Regions from separate parts of the Sus scrofa genome. Here region 1 is linked to region 2. A link is a contact called in public HiChIP or PLAC-seq data. All regions are on one chromosome and are shown on one strand. Each heading gives the region's core, a stretch centred on a gene start, on an enhancer-like site or on the middle of the called end of the contact. The rest is flanking DNA. Distances are from core to core; before and after follow the strand shown. Region 1 has its middle 23 kb from the start of SMC3. Region 2 has its middle 49 kb from the start of SMNDC1.

What was found. HiChIP or PLAC-seq counts read pairs in DNA pulled down with a chosen protein or histone mark.
Region 1: a contact with region 2 is called in an H3K27ac HiChIP or PLAC-seq map of alveolar macrophages, with 5 times the contacts expected there. The contact joins two enhancer-like sites. A contact is called at or near these places in 1 of 47 Hi-C or Micro-C datasets (embryonic fibroblasts) and 1 of 2 datasets of contacts at active chromatin or transcription factors (alveolar macrophages).

What each region holds. Positions count from the first base shown.
Region 1 is chr14:120,944,778-120,948,045 of Sscrofa11.1, reverse strand. No RefSeq gene overlaps it. Among named protein-coding and RNA genes, the nearest start is that of SMC3, 23 kb to the left of the region's middle. Within about 2 kb of position 1,630, at least 11 of the 83 cell types and tissues checked have an H3K27ac peak or open chromatin away from gene starts, as enhancers often do. A contact at or near this core is called in alveolar macrophages, where this site is marked.
Region 2 is chr14:120,787,173-120,790,253 of Sscrofa11.1, reverse strand. No RefSeq gene overlaps it. Among named protein-coding and RNA genes, the nearest start is that of SMNDC1, 49 kb to the right of the region's middle. Within about 2 kb of position 1,468, at least 17 of the 83 cell types and tissues checked have an H3K27ac peak or open chromatin away from gene starts, as enhancers often do. A contact at or near this core is called in alveolar macrophages, where this site is marked.

The sequences.
Region 1 (3,268 bases), core at 381-2,880, 160 kb before region 2:
AATGACATTAAGTGACTAAAGTCTCCCTCCCTCCCCCAGACCTAGTCCTTTGGTCTCCCCTTCCAGGGACAAACACCATGACCAGTTTTTTGTTTTTTTGTTTTTTGGTTTGTGTGTGTGTGTGTGTGTGTGTGTGTGTGTGTGTGTGTGTATCCGTTTGGAGGGTCACTAAACAATCAGAAGGCATTTTATTTATTGTCCATAGAATGTGCATTTGTGTACTGCCTTAAAAAATAATGCTTTCTCATTTCTCCTAACACTATTCATTCACTTAATTTAACTGGGGACCAGTACCAGGCATACAAGGACCATAAGGCAGTTGTGACCTTCAGGGAGCTCTTATAAAGCAGAGGCTACTTGGATTGGTGGCCCAGACACCCCTTAGTCCCACCTGGTCACCACTGGCGCCATCTTGTGGCAGTGGCTGGTTGTCGCAAAGCCTCCAGCCAAGGCCTTCCCTGTGCAAAGGGAAATTCTTCTCCTCAAAGTTCCCATCAGGACCCAAGAGGCTCTAGTGCGGAACAGGCCTCATGAACATTTTCCTTTCGAAGTGCTGAGAATTCCCAGCCTAGCATCCCTGAACCGGAAGGGACTTTAGAAGGTGACTCTCAGACTCCCCCTCCCACACATCCCATCCTCATCATGGAAACTTCTGACCTCGGTAGGGTTGGGAACACACCAAGGACCAGGCACTTCTTCCCGGGGCAGCCCACTCAGTGGTCACATAACACAATGGCTAGAAATATCTCCCCATATTAGACAAGACATGTGACTCAGGGACACCCATCCTCTGTTCCCAGTGCAAGATCGTCCAACAGGCCAACCAAACAAGGCTGATGAGATCAGCAAAGTGGAGGCATCTGAAGCCATAAAAAAAAAAAATTCAAAGGATATTGATATTTGATACTATTAAAAAAGACAAGGAAAGAAAGCATCAAAGTGTGGTCATATCATAAGAAAAATCAGACTTGATTGGACTTCCTTACCTTTGTTTTTAGAAATTAGAGTGTTTTATGTTGGGTTACCCATTGGGGGAGGGTGGGCAAGAAATAGCATCTCTAGAGGTTTAAGATTCTACAGGTGGTAAACAATGTTTCTAGATTCTGCTCTTTGCGTTTACCCAGAGGAAGCGTCCCCCTCCAGACAGCCCTGCAAGTAGCTGATGACTCCTGCTCTCACATTCAACGTTCGCTGAAGTTTGTCAACCTCCAGGAAGCCCTTTCTGAGCAACTGGGAGAGAGCTGGGGTTTCCCCCAAGTCACACAACCCCATCTGTGTTTGTCTTTCCACTCAGAGCCCTGACTCCTATGTTTGGAGATGGCAGTCTCTTCTGAGTGGGTGCCCGCGAGGCGCCCACAAGGTCAGTGACTACTCCTTACTTCACGGCTGAGGCTTGAACATCCGCCTACCTGTCCCCATCAGCCTTACATCACCAGTCTAGGGGGGTTGGGATCGTCATCCTTTTGTCTCCTTACCCAGTCCCAGGACAACCAGGGTCTCCCACCAGGCTCTCCTTAGCAGGGTTGTTGGACGGGGCTGAGGTTGAAAGCTGGTGCCTCTTAGCCTGGTAGGATGAGGGCAAAGGAAGGGGTGACTAAGCCTCCCTGGCAGCCCAGGGGTCATACATATCATGGCTCATTACTAAACAGGGCATGGCAGAGTGAGGGCTCTGGAGCACAGGGGACCCTGAATGATACAGGAAGTGGTCACTGTGATTCAACCACAGAACTTTTTTCCTGAGTGTCATCTGTTGAGAGTGACACAGCTTTGGGGGAAAGTCACTGTACTGAGGTGGGGGCCTGGGTGGGCGGGGGGAATGTTTAAGTTATGGGCTGGTGGTGCCACAGAAACTGGGCAGTGAAACCAGGAAGGAGAGCAGGCTCCTGAAGCACTGGTGTCTCCATGGAGCCATGGCCAACACGGATCCCAGCCATATGGGAAGATGCTTCTCTGTAGAGGGGGCAGCTCCGAGGAGGCAGCATCTCTCTGCCTTCCTGGAGCTGGAGATTCTATTTACTAGGGCTACCACTTGGATAGTTATTTTACTTTTCCATGCCTTGATTTCCTTACTATGATGGGAATGATAGTGGAATCCACTAACAGCTTTGTTGTGAAAATAAATGAGATGTTATGTTTACCACTTAGAAAAGAGATTGGTATAAGGTAGGTTTGTAATAAGAGCTGTTATTATTTTGTATTCGCTATAACCAGAGACTCTCAGAGGTGGAAATCTTAGTCTGAAAATCCGTTTTATTTTTATTTTATTTTTGTCTTTTTAGGGCCACACTCATGGCATATGGAGGTTCCCAGGTTATGGGTCTAATTGGAGCTGTGCTGCTGGCATACGCCACAGCCTCAGCAATGCCAGATCTGAGCCGTGTCTGCAACCTACACCATAGCTCACGGCAAGGCCAAGGATCCTTAACTCACTGAGCAAGGTCAAGGTTGAACCCACCTCATGGTTTCTAATCAGATTCGTTTCCGCTGTGCCACAAGGGGAACTCCTTCCTCAATTTTAAAATGGTTAAAAAAAGAAAAAAAAAGAAAAAAGATATTAGGTTAAAATTAAGGAAATCTGAATAAAGCATAAACTTTAGTTAAAAAATAAATAAAAACATAAATGTTGGAGAGGGAGTGGAGAAAAGGGAATAGTGCCATTTGCAGCAACGTGAATGGAAATATATACACATAACATATATACATAAAACTGAATCAGTTTGTTGTACATCAGAACTAACACAACATTGTAAATCAACTACACTTCAACAAAACCAAAAACAAAGTATTTTTTTGGTTTAAAAAATGTATTGGCTAGGAGTTCCCATTATGGTTCAGGTAGTGAACCCGACTGGGATCCATGAGAATTTGGGTTCTATCCCTGGCCTTGCTCAGTGGGTTAAGGATCTGGCATTGCCGTGAGCTGTGGTGTAGGTTGCAGATGTGACCTGGATCCGTGTTGCTGTGATTTTGGCTCTGAATGGACCCCTAGCCTGGGAACTTCCATATGCTGAAAGTGTGGCCCTTAAAAAAGCAAAAAATAAAACAATGTATTAAAAAATGTATTGGCTAGAAGTAGGACTAAAACTATCTTGTTCATTATTTTATTTCAGTGCTTAAACTTGCACCTAGCACTCAGTAGGTGCTCTGTATTTTTCAGATCTTTTGCTCTTAGCAGTTTGAATATGATGTGTATAGGTTTGCTTTATTCGTTTGTGTGTTTGTTTTTAGGGCTGCATTTGCAGTAGGCTAGGGGTTGAATCAGAGCTGT
Region 2 (3,081 bases), core at 219-2,718:
GCAAAGTCCATGAGTTGGCAGAACAGCATCCGGCCTCGGAGCACAGAACCAGCCTAAGGCATGCGGGCGTCCAGACCAGACAAGAGACCTGCCACAGCAGGGTGTTTGGGGAAGAAACAGGAAAGCAAGATGCAAAGGTGAGAGGACCCACAGGCCTCTGCAGCTGCTGAAGAAGGTGATGAGAGCGAGTGGGGCCAGAAAGGCTGGCGGGTCCCACAGGTGACCACCGTCGTCAGGGAGACAGAGCAGTGGGAAGAAGGGGAAGGGGCTCAGAAAGATGGAAGGGGGGCATGAATACGCACTGAGCACCCAGTGCGTGCCAGAAACCATGCTAAATTGTGGTCATTTATAATCCTCCCACCATCTCTCCGAGGTGGGGGCTAGAGTCACCCCCAGACGGGAAAAGAAGGCCCAGCAAATGGCAGTGATGCCCCAGTTCTCGGGCTGTGAGCCTCCGACTTTTCCCACGGTGCCCTCTGCCTGTTTATCTCCCACTGTCTTCAGCCCAGCAGACCTGTGGGAGGGGAGTCCGGCCCTTGTGGCATGAATGCAGCCCACCTGGCAGAAATTGTTCTCGGCTGCCACAGACCAACGCAGCCTCACATGACTTGGAGATATTTCCACGTATTTGCTTATTTTCACTCAGCCAAGAACTTCCAAGGCGCATCATTCCTGGAGGATTTGTTCATCGATGTGTCACGGTCTAGCCACTGAGCCTGTGAGCAGGAAGGAAGTGGCAGGTGCAGAGATCAAACATCTGTCTTCTTGTGCGTCTTATAAAGTTGGGACTTCTGTCCACATGGAGACCGGGCTTCCCTCTAACTTGGAGGGTTTGATGGCCTGAAGCTTGGACTGTGGACTGCCCTGCGTTTGGGGTGGGAAGCAGTGTGGGCTGGAGGGTCTTCCATGGAGGACGGTGCCTTAGCAGCTCGACCCTCCGGCAAGGCCAGCTCTTTTTGCCCCTCCCACCCCCCAAGGTGCCTGCTGGGAACTGGACACCACCTGGGCCACCAGTTATGCCTCACAAAGACGCAAGTCACTGTCCCTGTGAGGATGAGGACCCAGGGGCTCAGAGCAAGTGCTCTTTGCTGGGCAAGTTGATGACAGGGTTATTGCAATTGCTGGGACCCTCCTTCTGGCCTGGGTCCCACACCCAAGAATGCATTGACCTGAGATTTGAGCAGGTCTCAGGAGTGACCAAGGCCACTCTCCAGTCCTGCAGGCAGTGCTTGTGGCTCTTACGAAAGTTTGTGCTTGCTGGAAGCCCAGTTCCTTTCAGGTGTTGCATTTTGCTGTTTCTTGTCTTTTTTTAGGCCTGGGGGTTGGGGCGGGGGACCGAGGTAGAGATGTGCTATTTTACACAACCGACTTGCCTGCACGTCATCTAAACACCAAGTTCCGTTCGCAGAGGAAGTGAGAGGTGTCCAATTCGGTCATGCAGAACACAGCTGGGCTGCCTGAAACGAAACACAGCGGCTACTCTGAAGGAGGTGTCGTCCCTGGGCCTGTATGGGGTTGAGTCACAGCAGACACCACTCACCACTCCCACGTCAAGAATACCCGGCCATTGTCCCTAGTTCAGGTCATTTCCGACCTACTCCCTGGAATCCACCTTAAAGGAGAAAGGGAAGGGAAGGGAAGGAAGCAGAAACCGGGGTGGCTAAGCTGAGGAGAGCTGGCACCTGAATGTGGGATCCCCATCACCACCCTGGGTGTCTGACCGCCACCAGCTTGTCCAATGTTTGTGTCCTTAGGTCATCTCAGCTTTGGTTACATTCTAGACCCAGGAGCGAATCCAGGGGGTGTGGTGCCCAAAGACTTACAATTTGGGGGCACTCATTCATAAAAAGAATGCAAAACTATGAAAACAACGTTAAATACCAAGCAAATATTTATTTAGATGGGAGGTGGGGGTGGGGGTGGTAATCTCAGCACATTGCTGACACCCTGCAGATTCGATCTATATCTTCAGTAATCCTTTTAGGCAGTTTGTCAGAAATGCACGCGCAGAAACATGTCCTGTTTGTAACTGACTTACTCCCTGCCCAGAACACTCCTAGCATCCCCTGCTCTTGCAGGGCCCTGGATGTTTATGTCTCATGGGCTTTATAGTAAGTGCACCTCTAATGCAACATGAGTTGACAACCTAACAATCATGAAAGCTGTGGGTGCACAGAATCTCACAGGGCAGGTGTTCTCGATCCTTTTGGGATCCTGGTCCTTTCTGAGAGTTGAATGAGAGCTATGGATCCTCCCTAGAAAAATGCACAACACTCATGTCCACTGGATTTTACATATAATTCCAGAGATCCTTGGATCCACTTAGAGCCTACCTGTGGATCCCAGGTAAGGCACCCATGAAATAATGTGATCCATTCATTTCGTAGATGAGGCAGCAAATACCCAGAGGGGTGGGTGACTTGCTCAAGGTCACACAGCCAGCTGGGAGCAGAGTCAGAACTGCCCCTTTGGCACTGGACATGAAGTAAGGTCTCCAGGGAAGGAAACTCCAAGTTAGGGCCCCTCAGAGGGTCTTTCTCCTGTCTTCTGGCTTCTTTCCTAGACATTTATTTTTGCCTAGTACAATTCAGGGAGAGCAGAAATGATGGCATTGAAATATGAACACAGAAACACAGACAGAAAGAGATTGCAGGGTCTGGGTTTAAATGCAATGAAAAATATAAAGTTGAGAAAGAGCAAGCAAACGACATGCAAATATCCTAACAAAACCTGGGGCTGCCCAGTTTGGTACTTGGAGACCTGAGCCCTGGGGAAGCTGGGGGCCTGTCTGAGCCCGTGGTTTGCTTCTCATGCCAAGACTCCCCTTGTACCCAGGTTGGGTGGTGGCTGGCCTAAGCTGTGTGCTTTCTTCTGGCAGGTATGGTTTTTTTTCTGCCTGCATAGCTTGCTTGCCACATCCCAGCCTCAGCCCACCCGCCACAAAATAGCACAGCTGCCTCAACACTTCCTCTGAGCCCCTGACGAACTGAGGTCTCCTGGTACCGCCCCTCTGGACACCTGGCTCTTTCCCTTCAGAGCACAGTGTCTGTTACAGTTCTGTGTTTGTTTCAGCTCCATGTC